Regions from separate parts of the Mus musculus genome. Here regions 1 and 2 are each linked to region 3. The links are chromatin contacts, called in public HiChIP or PLAC-seq maps. All regions are on one chromosome and are shown on one strand. The core of a region is the stretch at or near the end of the contact, and the rest is flanking DNA. Distances in the headings are between cores, read along the strand shown. Region 1 holds the start of Gpx4 (glutathione peroxidase 4). Region 2 overlaps Sbno2 (strawberry notch 2). Region 3 holds the start of Misp (mitotic spindle positioning).

What was found. HiChIP or PLAC-seq counts read pairs in DNA pulled down with a chosen protein or histone mark.
Region 1: a contact with region 3 is called in an H3K27ac HiChIP or PLAC-seq map of embryonic stem cells, with 6 read pairs. The contact joins the promoter of Gpx4 here to the promoter of Misp in region 3. A contact is called at or near these places in 7 of 39 promoter capture datasets (the C10 cell line, cranial neural crest, embryonic stem cells and 4 more), 2 of 484 Hi-C or Micro-C datasets (embryonic fibroblasts and pre-B cells), 2 of 115 datasets of contacts at active chromatin or transcription factors (embryonic stem cells and pancreatic cancer cells) and 3 of 9 other capture datasets (adipose tissue, liver and pancreatic islet).
Region 2: a contact with region 3 is called in an HNF4G HiChIP or PLAC-seq map of pancreatic cancer cells. The contact joins the enhancer-like site here to the promoter of Misp in region 3. A contact is called at or near these places in 2 of 39 promoter capture datasets (hippocampal neurons and pre-B cells), 3 of 115 datasets of contacts at active chromatin or transcription factors (double positive thymocytes, embryonic stem cells and pancreatic cancer cells) and 3 of 9 other capture datasets (adipose tissue, liver and pancreatic islet).

Annotation. Positions count from the first base shown.
Region 1 is chr10:80,051,191-80,055,078 of GRCm38.p6, forward strand. Gpx4 (glutathione peroxidase 4) reads left to right here and starts at 2,375. Exons shown (of 7, transcript NM_008162.4): 1 at 2,375-2,525; 2 at 3,324-3,418; 3 at 3,510-3,654; 4 at 3,778-3,888. The coding sequence starts at 2,442.
Region 2 is chr10:80,068,989-80,073,077 of GRCm38.p6, forward strand. Sbno2 (strawberry notch 2) reads right to left here. Exons shown (of 32, transcript NM_183426.2): 5 at 3,369-3,530; 6 at 980-1,063; 7 at 623-719; 8 at 294-448; 9 at 1-4. Among named protein-coding and RNA genes, the nearest start is that of Gpx4, 17 kb to the left of the region's middle. Within about 2 kb of position 2,378, at least 215 of the 459 cell types and tissues checked have an H3K27ac peak or open chromatin away from gene starts, as enhancers often do. A contact at or near this core is called in adipose tissue, liver, pancreatic cancer cells and 1 more, where this site is marked.
Region 3 is chr10:79,818,517-79,822,758 of GRCm38.p6, forward strand. It overlaps Misp (mitotic spindle positioning), which reads left to right and starts at 2,505. Exons shown (of 5, transcript NM_030218.2): 1 at 2,505-2,577. Palm (paralemmin) reads left to right here. Exons shown (of 9, transcript NM_023128.4): 9 at 525-2,380. The coding sequence ends at 1,045.

The DNA of each region.
Region 1 (3,888 bases), core at 1,125-3,624, 230 kb after region 3:
TAGTTAAATTCCACTTTGCATAACTTAATCTTTCTTAAGTCCTTCTAGCAGGTTGTCCACGACCGCGGCTTCTCATTCCCAGGGTCCCCTGTTGGTGGCAATGGCTCTGTCTTTCCAGTGCTTGGGGAGCAAGAGGCGAGAAGCTCCGAGGAGCCTGGGGAAATTGGAGACCTGGTCTCAGAAAACAAAGGAAATTAGAAACAAAGGCTGGGGCTTAAGGCCTCACTTGGTATGTGTAAAACCTGGGGTCCACACCCAGCACCCGATAAACAAACAAACTTGTCATCCCGGCAGGCACTCAGGAGGGTGAAGTAGGGGGATCAGGAGTTCAAGGTCATCCTTGGCTACAAAGTGAGTTTCAGGCCAGCCTGGGCTACGTGAGACCCTGTCTCCAAAATAACAATGAGGTAAAAGTCAGGCTCTGTCCAGAAGCTGGTAGCTTCTCAGGAACTGCCAAGTAGCTTTTCGCAGAAGCCCAGATCTTCATTTCCCAACTGGCTGAATTAGGGTGAAGTTGGGGTCACTTGGGAGAGGAAGGCACTCCATATGCAGATCCCTCCCAGAGCCTGGGGCTGGGTTCCTGAGTGGCCGCCTTCAGCCCCAGCCCTTCAGCCCCAGCCCCTCGTCCAGAAGTACGGGCCTTTGAGACGCCCTGTGAGGGTGTGTTGTGTATTTACAACTTAAGCTAAAGCTCAAGTGCAAGTCCCTTAGAGGTCTTCAGTGACTCTCAGTGTCACCCCAGCTTGGGGGCTGGGAGGAAACAGCTGACTTCCTGAGGCGGGGGGGGGGGGGGGGCCCTCAGGGCAACTGAGAACTTACAGGACAGGATTGGGCAAGAATGTATCTGACACCCCAGATCATCTTAACCTTGGGGGGGGGGGTGTCTGCCCGTGGGGCGTGAGCTCCCTTGGACCCAGATCCCCGGGAGGGCTCCTGTCTCGCGGATGGCTTACTCCAGGGTTCAGAAAAAGAGGATTGAAGGGATTAGAGTCCAGGCGAGGGCGTGGACAGGCAGCTGAGCTGAGGAATGTCCTGAGTCACTCCTGTGACACGGGGAGGGCAAAGGGCCCAGTGCTGGGCTGAGAGCTGTGGGGGCTGGACAAGGCCATAGGTGAAGTTGCAGGAGGAACTGTTGGGCCTTCAGCTTCTCACTTAGGCCCCTAAGACCTGTGGCTTCTTTGATGTAGGCAGGGACCTCTGAGGACAATAGTAACTATTTATATGTCTCTTGCCACCTTGCTTTCCTGACACAGGGTTCACTGTAGCCTTGGCTGACCTGGAACTTGCTTACCAGACCAGGCTGCCCTCTAGGCTCCAAGGGCTGGGGCTAAGAGTGTGACCACTAGGCCCATCTCCATCTTGGTTTTGAGGCAGGTTCTCTCTCTGACCACGAGTACTTGGGTGACCTGACTTAGCTGCAGGGATGCTCCAGCCTCGGAATCGCAGGTTCTGGAATTACAAGAGCATCCTTGTGCACCAGATTGCGTGGGTGCTTCGATTGGGACATAGTCCTGTGTTTTCATGGCAATGGCTTTCTCACCAAGCCCTCTTATCACCCCCTCAAATCAACTTCACAGGAATCAATATCTACAGGTGACAAGATAGGGCCTGGTGTCATTGACCTATCTATCACCCTAGTACCTAGGAGTCTAAGGCAGGATTGCTGAGTTCTAAGACCGGCTGAACTGTAAAATTGGGGGTCGAGGGGGGGGGGAGAAGCTACATCTGGGGTTCGGGACTCAATGGGTTGAGAGCCCTCACTTGCATGCTGCAGGTTCTGGGTTCCATCCCTACACCTCATGGCAGCACACTTTTGCCATTCCATAGTTTAGGTTAGCCTGAGCTACAGGAGGCAACCTCTGATAAAGAAAATAGAAATGGAAGGGATGTGGGGATTGGCCGACACCGAGATCCCAGCACTCAGTAGGCTGAGGCTGGCGGTCCAGGGGTTCAAGGTCATCCTCTGCTATATAAACAGTCCAAGGCTAGCCTGGGTTACATGAGATTCTGTTTCCAGTAGAAAAAGGAGACTCCTGTACTTTCAAAGGGGCTCTTTAAGGGGATGACTTTGACACGCTTTCTATTCCCAGAGGTTCCCCAAAGCGCCCTGGCACCCTGCTCCGCTGCAGGCAACCTCGCGGATAACTGTCCACAGCCCTCCAACGCGTCGTCCGCGAGAACGCGGCTCCCGTTTCTCCCGCGTCCCTATCACTGGGCATGCGCAGTTGCTGATAACAACAAACTCGTAAGCCCAGCCCCGCCCAAGCCGTCCCTTCATTCAGGCTTCCCATTGGCTGCAGGGGCCTCGCGTCTTAGCGCAGGCGCATCTGACCAATAAGAGACGTCAGTGGGCGTGCCCGAGGGCGGGCAAGCCATACTCGGCCTCGCGCGTCCATTGGTCGGCTGCGTGAGGGGAGGAGCCGCTGGCTCCGGCCGCCGAGATGAGCTGGGGCCGTCTGAGCCGCTTACTTAAGCCAGCACTGCTGTGCGGGGCTCTGGCTGCGCCTGGTCTGGCAGGCACCATGGTGGGCTACTGGGAACTTGGAGGATCGCGGGTGGGGGCGGGGTTCGGAGTCGGGTCACCGTATCCAGGGTGGAGATCAGGGGTCGTGGGATCGGTTAGCTAGAGAAGGGGGCACCCAGGTGGGAAAGCGGAGCCTGATAGGCATCTCCGGGGTTGAACAAGGCTAGGCCTCGGCGCGGGAGGTCCTTGGGCGGTGAGAACCGGTGTCGGGGTCACCATAGCGGGCTCTGACCTGGTCACGCGCCCTGCCCGGCCTGGTGCGTCACAGTCGGCGGCGCCTTGGCTACCGGCTCTTTGTCCCCGCGCTGTGCTTGGGACGCACAGACCGGCGGGCATGGGCCGCGCGGCCGCCCGCAAGCGGGGACGCTGCAGACAGCGCGGCGGATCCCCGAGAGGCCGGCGACGCCGTGGACCTGGACGCCAAAGTCCTAGGAAACGCCCGGGCCCTCGGCGAAGGAAAGCGCGCGCGCGCCGCCGCAGGAGGGCGCGCCCTCGCCGGATGGAGCCCATTCCTGAACCTTTCAACCCGGGGCCTCTGCTGCAAGAGCCTCCCCAGTACTGCAACAGCTCCGAGTTCCTGGGCTTGGTGTGCGGCCAGGGATACCCCTGCCGTCCTCTTCCCTGGTAGCATATTCTAGGGGTGTCCACAGATCTTATCAGGACGACCTGAAAGGGGCGTACTTAATGGAAGGAACCTTGAGACTCCTCCACCTAGTGCCCCAGGACTTTCTTTCTTTGGCACCGGATTCTTCTCCCCTAGGGGACCTGGGTTAGGACACTCAGTTTTCCTGTTTTACAGTGTGCATCCCGCGATGATTGGCGCTGTGCGCGCTCCATGCACGAATTCTCAGCCAAGGACATCGACGGGCACATGGTCTGCCTGGATAAGTACAGGTGGGTTTCTAGTCATATGGGCGGTGTGCATGGCTGGTCTGAAAATGGGGATTTCCTGACTGGCTTCATTCCCACTCTTTCTCTCTCCCAGGGGTTTCGTGTGCATCGTCACCAACGTGGCCTCGCAATGAGGCAAAACTGACGTAAACTACACTCAGCTAGTCGATCTGCATGCCCGATATGCTGAGTGTGGTTTACGAATCCTGGCCTTCCCCTGCAACCAGTTTGGGAGGCAGGTGTGTGGCTGTTCCCCAGGCAATGCCCCTCATACGGGGTGGGGGTGGGGGGCTGTGTCAGTGTGTGTGTGTGTCTCAGTGTACAGTGTAGTGTATCTTCCAAGTAAATGTTGCTTCCTGCAGGAGCCAGGAAGTAATCAAGAAATCAAGGAGTTTGCAGCCGGCTACAACGTCAAGTTTGACATGTACAGCAAGATCTGTGTAAATGGGGACGATGCCCACCCACTGTGGAAA
Region 2 (4,089 bases), core at 1,128-3,627, 250 kb after region 3:
GTTGCTGTGGTGAGCATGAACAGAGGTGGGTCAGGCCTGTGTGCCTGGCACCCTCCTTATGAGCTGGGGGGGGGGGCGGGGCGGGGAGGCCTGGCACCCTCCTTATGAGCTGGGGTGGGGGGGGCGGGGCGGGGAGGCCTGGCACCCTCCTTATGAGCTGGGGGTGGGGGTGGGGGTTGGGGCGGGGATGCCTGGCACCCTCCTTATGAGCTGGGGCGGGGGTGGTGGTGGGGCGGGGAGGCCTGGCACCCTCCTTATGAGCTGGGGCGGGGGGGGGGGGGGAGGCCAGCTACCTGGCAGGCATAGGTGATGGCTTCCAGCTGTAGGGCAGACAGGGTGCTGTTGTCTGAGGTGGGTAGCGCTAGGGTGTAGGTGATGTCCGGGGGTGGAACACTGGACAGTGTGCTGGTCTCAACCACACGGTCTGGGTGTTGCTTTCCAATCTTGGCTGGACAGGGGACAGAGGGCAGGCAGACTTGGCACATGACAAAGGAAGAGTGGCCAGCAGGATGCCATTCATCCACTGCACACACAACCTGCTCCTGACGCCCCACACTGTGGATGATGAACCCACCCGTCTTCTTAGTGGTGTCTCCGTGCCATCCCTGGCCCAGACACTTACACTTAGATGGTACATAGTCAGCATAGGTCTCAGCATGGCCCAGTTCCTCAGTCTCCTCCTCTTCCTCCCCTTCTTCCTCCTCAGGCTGGCTGTGTGACTATAGGGGGTGGGTGACAGTTCAGGGGTCTGGTCCACATTGCAGTGATCCAGCTTCCCCAAGGGCAGCAGGGATGCTGCACAAAGTGGCCCCAGCACACTGACGTGGCTCTGCCCTCAGCCCTAAGGTGGGGTCTCAGTTTTCCCAACTGTAAAACGGGTAGGGCATCCCAGCACCCAGGCTGCCCAGGGCATGGCACACTGGAGATGCCTTCGGAGTATCTCTAGATCCCCAGGAAACACTGCAGCCACTCAGATCACCTGATAGCTGATGAGAAGTGGAGTGCTGGAGAGCGAAGTCACCGGGTCTTCAGGAGCCGAGAATGGCCCACTAGGTATGAACAGCTGTAGGGGACAGCAGGGCAGGGTGTGAGCCATGGCCTTCTATGGCAGTGTCTGTGTCCTTAGACAGGGGACTGCTCAGCCTCAGGGACCAAAGCCTTGCCTGACTCATCCTGGGACCTGGCAGACCATGGTAGGGAGGGCTGACAACAGTCTGTGTCTCTGTGGCACATGGGAGACCCCAAGATGGTAGCCCCTGGTCCAGGGAAAAGTGGACAAAAGCCAGCCAGATAGTCCCAGGATGCAGACTTGGGCCCTGAGGGCTGGGCAAATGTCCTTGGGAGTAATCTGTGCTAAGGAACTGCCCTACTACCTGTGTGTGTGTGGGGGGGGGGGGGGCTGAGGGCCTCCTCGGGGTGAAGGTTCTATTGTGAGCAACAGAGTGAGAATGTCCCCAACACTGTGACCAAACTGCAAATGTCCCTCTGTAGGAGATATGGATGGACCACAGTGCTGACCAGGTCTGGACAAGTGGTGTGGCCTGGCCTGCGGGCTGAGTCTAAAGCCACTCAGGGTACATGGCTCTCTTTTGCACACTGATTCTCAACTCCTCAATCTAGAGACATACAGATAGATTTTAAAGATTTATTTTGTACATATGGGTGCTTTCCTTACATGTATATAAAGCACACTGTGTGAAGGTAGTGCCTACCGAGGCCCGAAGAAGGTGCCAGACCCCCCGAAACTAGAGTTACAGACGGCTGAGCTCACCATGTAGAAGCTGGGGACAGAGCCTGTGTCCTCGGTAAAGGCATCATACCCCTTAGTTTGTTTGTTTTGTTTTGTCTTTTTCAGACCAGGGTCATGTAGCCCAGGCTGGTCTTCTCAAACACCCTAACGAGCCGAGGGTGACCCTGAACTCCCTGTACCTTCTGAGTGCTGGGATTACGGGGACAACACCACACCTGGGCCATCTGGTGCTGAGGACGGAGCGCAGGGCTTGGTGCATGCCAGGGAGCACTCTCCCCACTGAGCCACAGTCCCTCTGATTGGCAGCACAGGGACAGCTGCTCAGCCTCCAGCCCTAACCTGGAGGGCTTGCTTCAGATGCAGCATCCTTGAGGGGGGACAGGAGTCTCTGAGGCACTTCAGGCACAGTCACTGTCACATGTCCCTTGCTCTGCTGGGCACAGGGCCAGGGGTGTTGAAAGCCAGCGGAAGCTTGGGAAGGTTACAAGTCCACACTCAACCCTCCTGCCTTGTTTTTTTTTTTTTTTTTTTTTTTTTCTTTCTTAAATTAACAAAAACCCAAACAGACTGTGGAGGTTCCTGGAAGGCTGAGTCATGTTCCGGGCTGGAGCAGCACAGGGTGTTGGGTTTCAGATATGGCTGTGGCGCTTGGTCCAGGCAGCCTGGGGCCCTGGGCAGGATAGGCAGTACCCTGTGGCCTTGATCTCATAGCTCCACACAGTAGGGGGTGGGGGACACACAGGGACTGCCGGTCCTGCTGGCTCTGCACCAACTGCACTGTCAGCCCTTAACTCTGAGCTGTATGGCACCAAGGCTTCCTTCCTGAAGACTCCTGGGAGCCTCCCTAACTTACACTCTCAAAGTCTAGAAGCTTCCATCTAGAAGACCCTGGCAAGGCCTAGTCCATGCCAGGAGCTCCCGACAGAGTAACCATACATACCTCCCAGACACTGTTAGTGTCCCCTGGGGGCAAAAATAACTGCTGGCTAAGATCCCTCTAGGTCAGAGTCCTGCACACCCGGAAGCCTCTGTGTCCCACAGTCACCTGCCTGCTGAGTGGGTGGACAGAGAGAAGTTGACCCCAGAAGCTAGGGTCCCCTGAGAGACACTGCTTGCCTCAAAGTGGCGGTCAGTCACAGTAGACCATCCATCAGGTCCACTGAGGGTGGAGAGCCTGGGATGAGAACTGGTGACCCAAGCTACCTTTAGAGTCAGACATGCTGGCACACACCTGTCACCCCAGGATTCAGGGACTGAGATAGGTGGATTGGTAGCCCAAGGGCAACCTTGGCTAAAAGAGTAAAGTTGACACCAGACTGGGCTATGTGAGATCCTGGCTCAGAAACTAAATGAAACCAAACAAAAATAAACTCAAACTGCTTTCCACTCTCTCTAGGAATCGCTGTGTTCCTAGCAGGTATACAACAGCTGGGACCCAGTATGGGGCATGAGGGGACATGGGGTATGTGGAGGCCTTTAGGGCTGTGGGACTGGCCCGCCAGCCTGGGGTATAGGACCCCTTATAACCCAGGCCTGAACACACTGTTGTCAATCACAAGCTCTGCCACCTGTCCACCTGTGTCACCAGAGTGCCCTTGGAGGTGCCCTGAATGCTGACCTTGTCATGGGTAGTTGAGGTGGTGCTGACATCCCAGATGGTAGGCACCTCGTTGAGGCTGTCAGCCTGCAGGAAGTCAGGTGTGTCTGGGATGTCTGACAGGGAATCCACAGATGAAGAGAAGACAGAGGCATTGGAGAGGTCCTCGAGGCATGAGGGGTCCTAGGAGACAGGCAGCAGTGACACAGTGGCCAGCTGTGTGTGCACTCAGGGTCCAGGCGAGCAACCATGTGTTCCAAGTATCACACAGCCAGGAACAGGACACCACAGCATGGAGTGACCATGAGGACATGGCGCTCAGTGAGGGCAAGACACGCAAGGCCGGCCACACAGCGGGGACTCCATAACAGAAAATGTCCAGACTAGAGAACGCAGGCATAGCAAGTGGCTCAGCATTCCCAGAGCTGGGGAAGGGTGGGGTGATGGCCACGACGACAACATTAAAACCACAGGAATGTACAGTTTAAATGAACTATGGAATATGTATGAACCTGAATAACCACGCTGTTTACTTTGTAGCCCAGGCTGCCCTCAGAGTCACTGCAGTTCTCCCCCAGCCTCCTGAGTGAGCCACCACGCCAGACAGACAGGAGTCCTTTCTCCACCCTGAGTCCCTGAGAGCACCTGCAGGCTGGGATTCTCCATGTCCCAACCCTGACGCATAAGGGACCTCTGGAGGCCAGGGTGCCGCCCCTGAGGCCTGCGCCTGGGCAGTCACCCT
Region 3 (4,242 bases), core at 1,255-3,754:
GAGACTGATGGCTTGAATTCTCATCTTAGAGGCCCAGGCCCATGGGAGAGATTCGACCCCACCTTCTGCACCTCCAGTGTCACCAAGAGACCAGGCACAGGGACTCTTCTCCAGGGGTTGGGAAGCTAACATCTGAGGGTGGTAGCCCTGACCCTTCATTAGATTCCTGGAACCACCCTATCTGCGCCTCCTGAAGTCTAGGATCCCAGAGGAGTTTGCAGAGCTGAGGTTCAGGTGTGCTCTGGGGCTGTAGACAGCTGTTCCCGTCGGTGAGGAGACATTGTCCTTATTTAGATCCTCATAACTCAGAAAGTGACAGCCAGGCCTGATAGTGCATACCTGTTGTCCCAGCACCCAGGAAGCTGGGGCAGGAGAGCGTGGTAATCCTCCTACCTCAGTCTCCTTGAGCGCTGGAATGACAGATGTTTACCACCAGAGCTGGCTGTCAAGGCTGGTATTTGCCTCAGCCTCCGGGCTCTGCCCCAGCGCCGGCCTGCTAACACTCTCTCTGTGTCCCCACGCAGTGGTCCATGCCGTGGACGGCATCGCTGAGAACGGGATCCAGCCTCTAAGTTCCTCCGAGGTGGACGAACTCATTCACAAGGCCGATGAGGTCACACTGAGCGAGGCAGGGTCCACAGCTGGGCCAGCGGAGCCTCGGGGACTCGCAGAGGATGTCACCAGGACCACGCCGTCCAGAAGGGAGATCACAGGAGTTGAGGCTCAACCAGGAGAGGCCACATCAGGCCCACCAGGCATCCAGCCCGGTCAGGAGCCCCCGGTCACCATGGTCTTCATGGGTTATCAGAACGTGGAAGATGAAGCAGAAACCAAGAAGGTACTGGGCCTGCAGGACACCATCAAGGCTGAACTGGTGGTGATTGAAGACGCGGCCACGCCCAGGGAGCCCGCACCTCTCAATGGCAGCGCTGCTGAGCTCCCGGCCACCAAGGAGGAGAACCAGACGGGGCCCACGACCACGCCCAGCGACACCCAGGATCTTGACATGAAGAAGCCTCGCTGTAGATGTTGTTCTGTCATGTGAGCCGTCGGGGCACCCTAGTCCCCGGTCCCCGTCCTATGCTCCACACTCAAACCCAGCAGCCCGGCCCTCCCCGGCGCCTGCCCACCCTCACCCTCCGCCTCACAGGCCCCAGACACGTGTGTGATCCCTATGCACCTCGAGTCTCGGGTGGGGGGTGCTCTGCCCGTCACCACACTCCACACTCACCCCGAACCTCTGAGCCGTGGGTCACCCCTTGGTGAGAGACAGGCCAGCCCATATCAGCCCCTCTAAGAATGGGGACCCCTCAGTCCAGGTCACAGCAGGTTTACACAGGCGGCTTATGCCCACCGTGGTCCCAGCCTGGTGTCCCCTTGCCGCCCCAGGCCAGCCTGTCTGTGCCTTATCGTTACTTTTGGGGAGTCTTCGAGGGGACCAGAAAGGGTCTCCCTGGCCAAGGCGCCAGCGACCTAATGTGGGCAGGTGGAGTGAGGCCACAGTTCTTTGGGGACTCAAAGTCTTGAAGTTCTAGGGAGGAGGATGGGCACCTGTGGATCCCCTCCCATAGGTAGCAGAGCTCAAAGCAGGGGAAACTCTTCACCGGGGATAGAACAATCACCCGCAGGATGGAGTCATTGTTGGCCAGCCAAGCCACTCCCTGTCCTGAGTCCCACCCCCACCCCCACCATGCACACACTGGGCCCTTCTTCCTGGTGCTAATTTTGGGAGCTTTGGGGTCACCTCTGCCCTCTTCTCTAGTTGGTTTGGACCAGGGTCCTGGGTTTCCCACATACCCCCATACCCTAGAAGTCAGTGGGTATGTCTGCCAGCGCCACAAAACCTAGCATATCCAGGCAGGTTTAGGCTGCTCCACACACACTTTGGGTGGGAGTAAGGGACCCCCCCCCATCTGCCACCTGGCCTGACGGGAGCCTGGCAGAGGGTCACCAACCTTCGGGCAGGCAGCAGTAGCCACTTTGGTCCCCAGAGGCACAACCCTGCACACAGGAGCTGACTCAACTTCAAAGGACCACGCCTGGTCTAGGTCCCTTTCCTTGGGACCCCAGCCTGGTGTGCAGCAGGGTGCAGGGCCTCCTGCGGGCCCCGTCACTACCCGCAGCTACAGTAGGGGCTCAAGCAGAGGCCACGGGGTCTGTGTCCTGTCCTTCCCGTGGCCTGGAGGAGAGGCGCACTTTCCTGAGGGTGAGCTATGGCCGTGGTCATGGCACCCCCGTCTTCCTCCTCCTTTGAGTCTGCCTGAGTTCCTCAAGCCCTGAGCCTCGGCTGAAGTGCCCTTGCTGCCCCCTTCTGCTTTTGACGTGTGGCAAGGCCCCGCCCTTCACCCCCATGTTCTTGACTTTCCCAGAGAAACAAATTAAAAAAAAAAAAAAAAAAAGTGTGTAGAGCCAGGTTGCTGAAGTTCTTGGGTTTCACCTGGGCGGGAAGGGGTGCGGCCTCCTAGTGGTGGAGCCATAAAAAGGCTGGGTCCTGTAGAGCACAGGAGAAACTTCTCCCCTGCGGCTGCTGCAGCCCTCACTGGGCATTTTCGCCAGGACTCTGCGGCACCTGGTCAGGTAAGCGACAGCTGTGGCCAGCCACCCCCACGGGCCTCGGTCTCCACATCTTCCACACCCATGTCCTTGGGCTGTGATGTTGAGAGTAGAGAGGTCCTCACAGATAGCCCACAAGTTCTGAGCCAGGTTCTGCATAGTAGAGGAGTACCCCCCTTTTTTTTCATGTTTTTTTTTTTTGGAGAATTTTTTTTCCTTTGGCCTCAGTTGCCCTATCTGTATAAAATAGATGTCTAGGAGTCCTGTGTTCCCAACACACTGGGTATTCCAGACTTGAGTAAAAGGCCTATAACCAAGCTGACCTCAAACTCTTTAAGTAATCCTCCTGCATTAGTTTCCTGAGTACTGAGATGTCAGGTGTGTGGGCTCAATCAGAGGCCCTTTCAGGACTCAGTTTCCCCATGAAAGGTGGTTGGTATGGTGGAGTACCTACGATGTACGGAGGGAGGTGCTAATTCAAATCCATCCGACCTGTGGGACTGGATATGCACTGCACTTCAATGCCCACTTCTGCTAAATAGGGATGAAGGGGCCCAAGGGGGCTTTGGGAAAACTGCTGTCTCAACCCTGGCTTTGACTGTCTCCTCGATGGTAGGTGATGGGCACCACATCTGTCAAGGGCCCCTGGAGTCCAGCTGGGGGACCACGGACTGGAGGGAAGAAGGGAAGACAAGAGATTCAGAGGGACCTCACAAGCCCGCCCACGGGAGGCCAGGAACCCCAGCACTATGCCCAGGCCCCACACACAGGCCGTGGGCTGCCAGAGGGGTATGGTGGGGTCTGACCTGTTCGGTCCGTGTTCCTGGGCGTTTTACATGATTACCTTTGAGTTTTTGAGAGAGGTCTCACTCTGTAGCCAAAGTTGACCTCAAACGAATAGCAATCCCACTGCCTCAGCCTCCTGAGTACTGGGGTGTAGGCCTCTTTCTCTGTACCTGGCTTCGCGCTGGGTGTTTCTGAAGGCGTCATCGTTTCATATGAAATTTTCTGTGAATGTGACAGGGAGAATTCCCATTTCCTGGATGAGTAAGGGAGGGTCAGAGGGTTGGGGAGGAACCAGCCGGAAGCCCCACAGACCCCCTTCTAGAGAGCAGCAATTCGAGACCCAGGCCCTGAGTTTCCTAATCCTGCCGTGGTATCTGCTAGTCTGGAAACATCGTGCACATCTGTCCTTCAGCCTGCCTGGATCAAATAGGGCATTGATCGAAAGAAGAGACAGAGATTCAAAGGGGTCCCACAAGCTAGCCCAGGCTTGGGATTCAGTCTCCTCGTTCCGCAGGGATGCACCCCGCCTCAGTCAGCAGGACTTGGGAAGGTGGGAAGCCGGGAAACCAGGCAGAGGCTCAGTTCCGGCTTTGTAGGGCCAAGGCCTGCAGCGGGCACGGTGCCCGCCCTCGTCAGCCTGAGTATCGTTTTTCTGTCTTCTCTGGACTTTGTTTCCCAGGTCCGGGTGGGGACTGAGAGGAGGGGCCCACCTGCTCCTGGGTGGGGCCTCTGTCCCCTTAGCAACATGTGGCCGGGGCGGAGCCCGGGGGCCTTTCCTGCAGAGGACAGAGCCTGAGGCTGGGAGGTGGCCTGGGCACCTGGAGCTGGCAGGTGAGGCGGGGGACGCTGGGAGTCCCGGAAGCTGGGAGTCTGGAGCCGGGTAAGGTGAGGCACGTGCAGAAG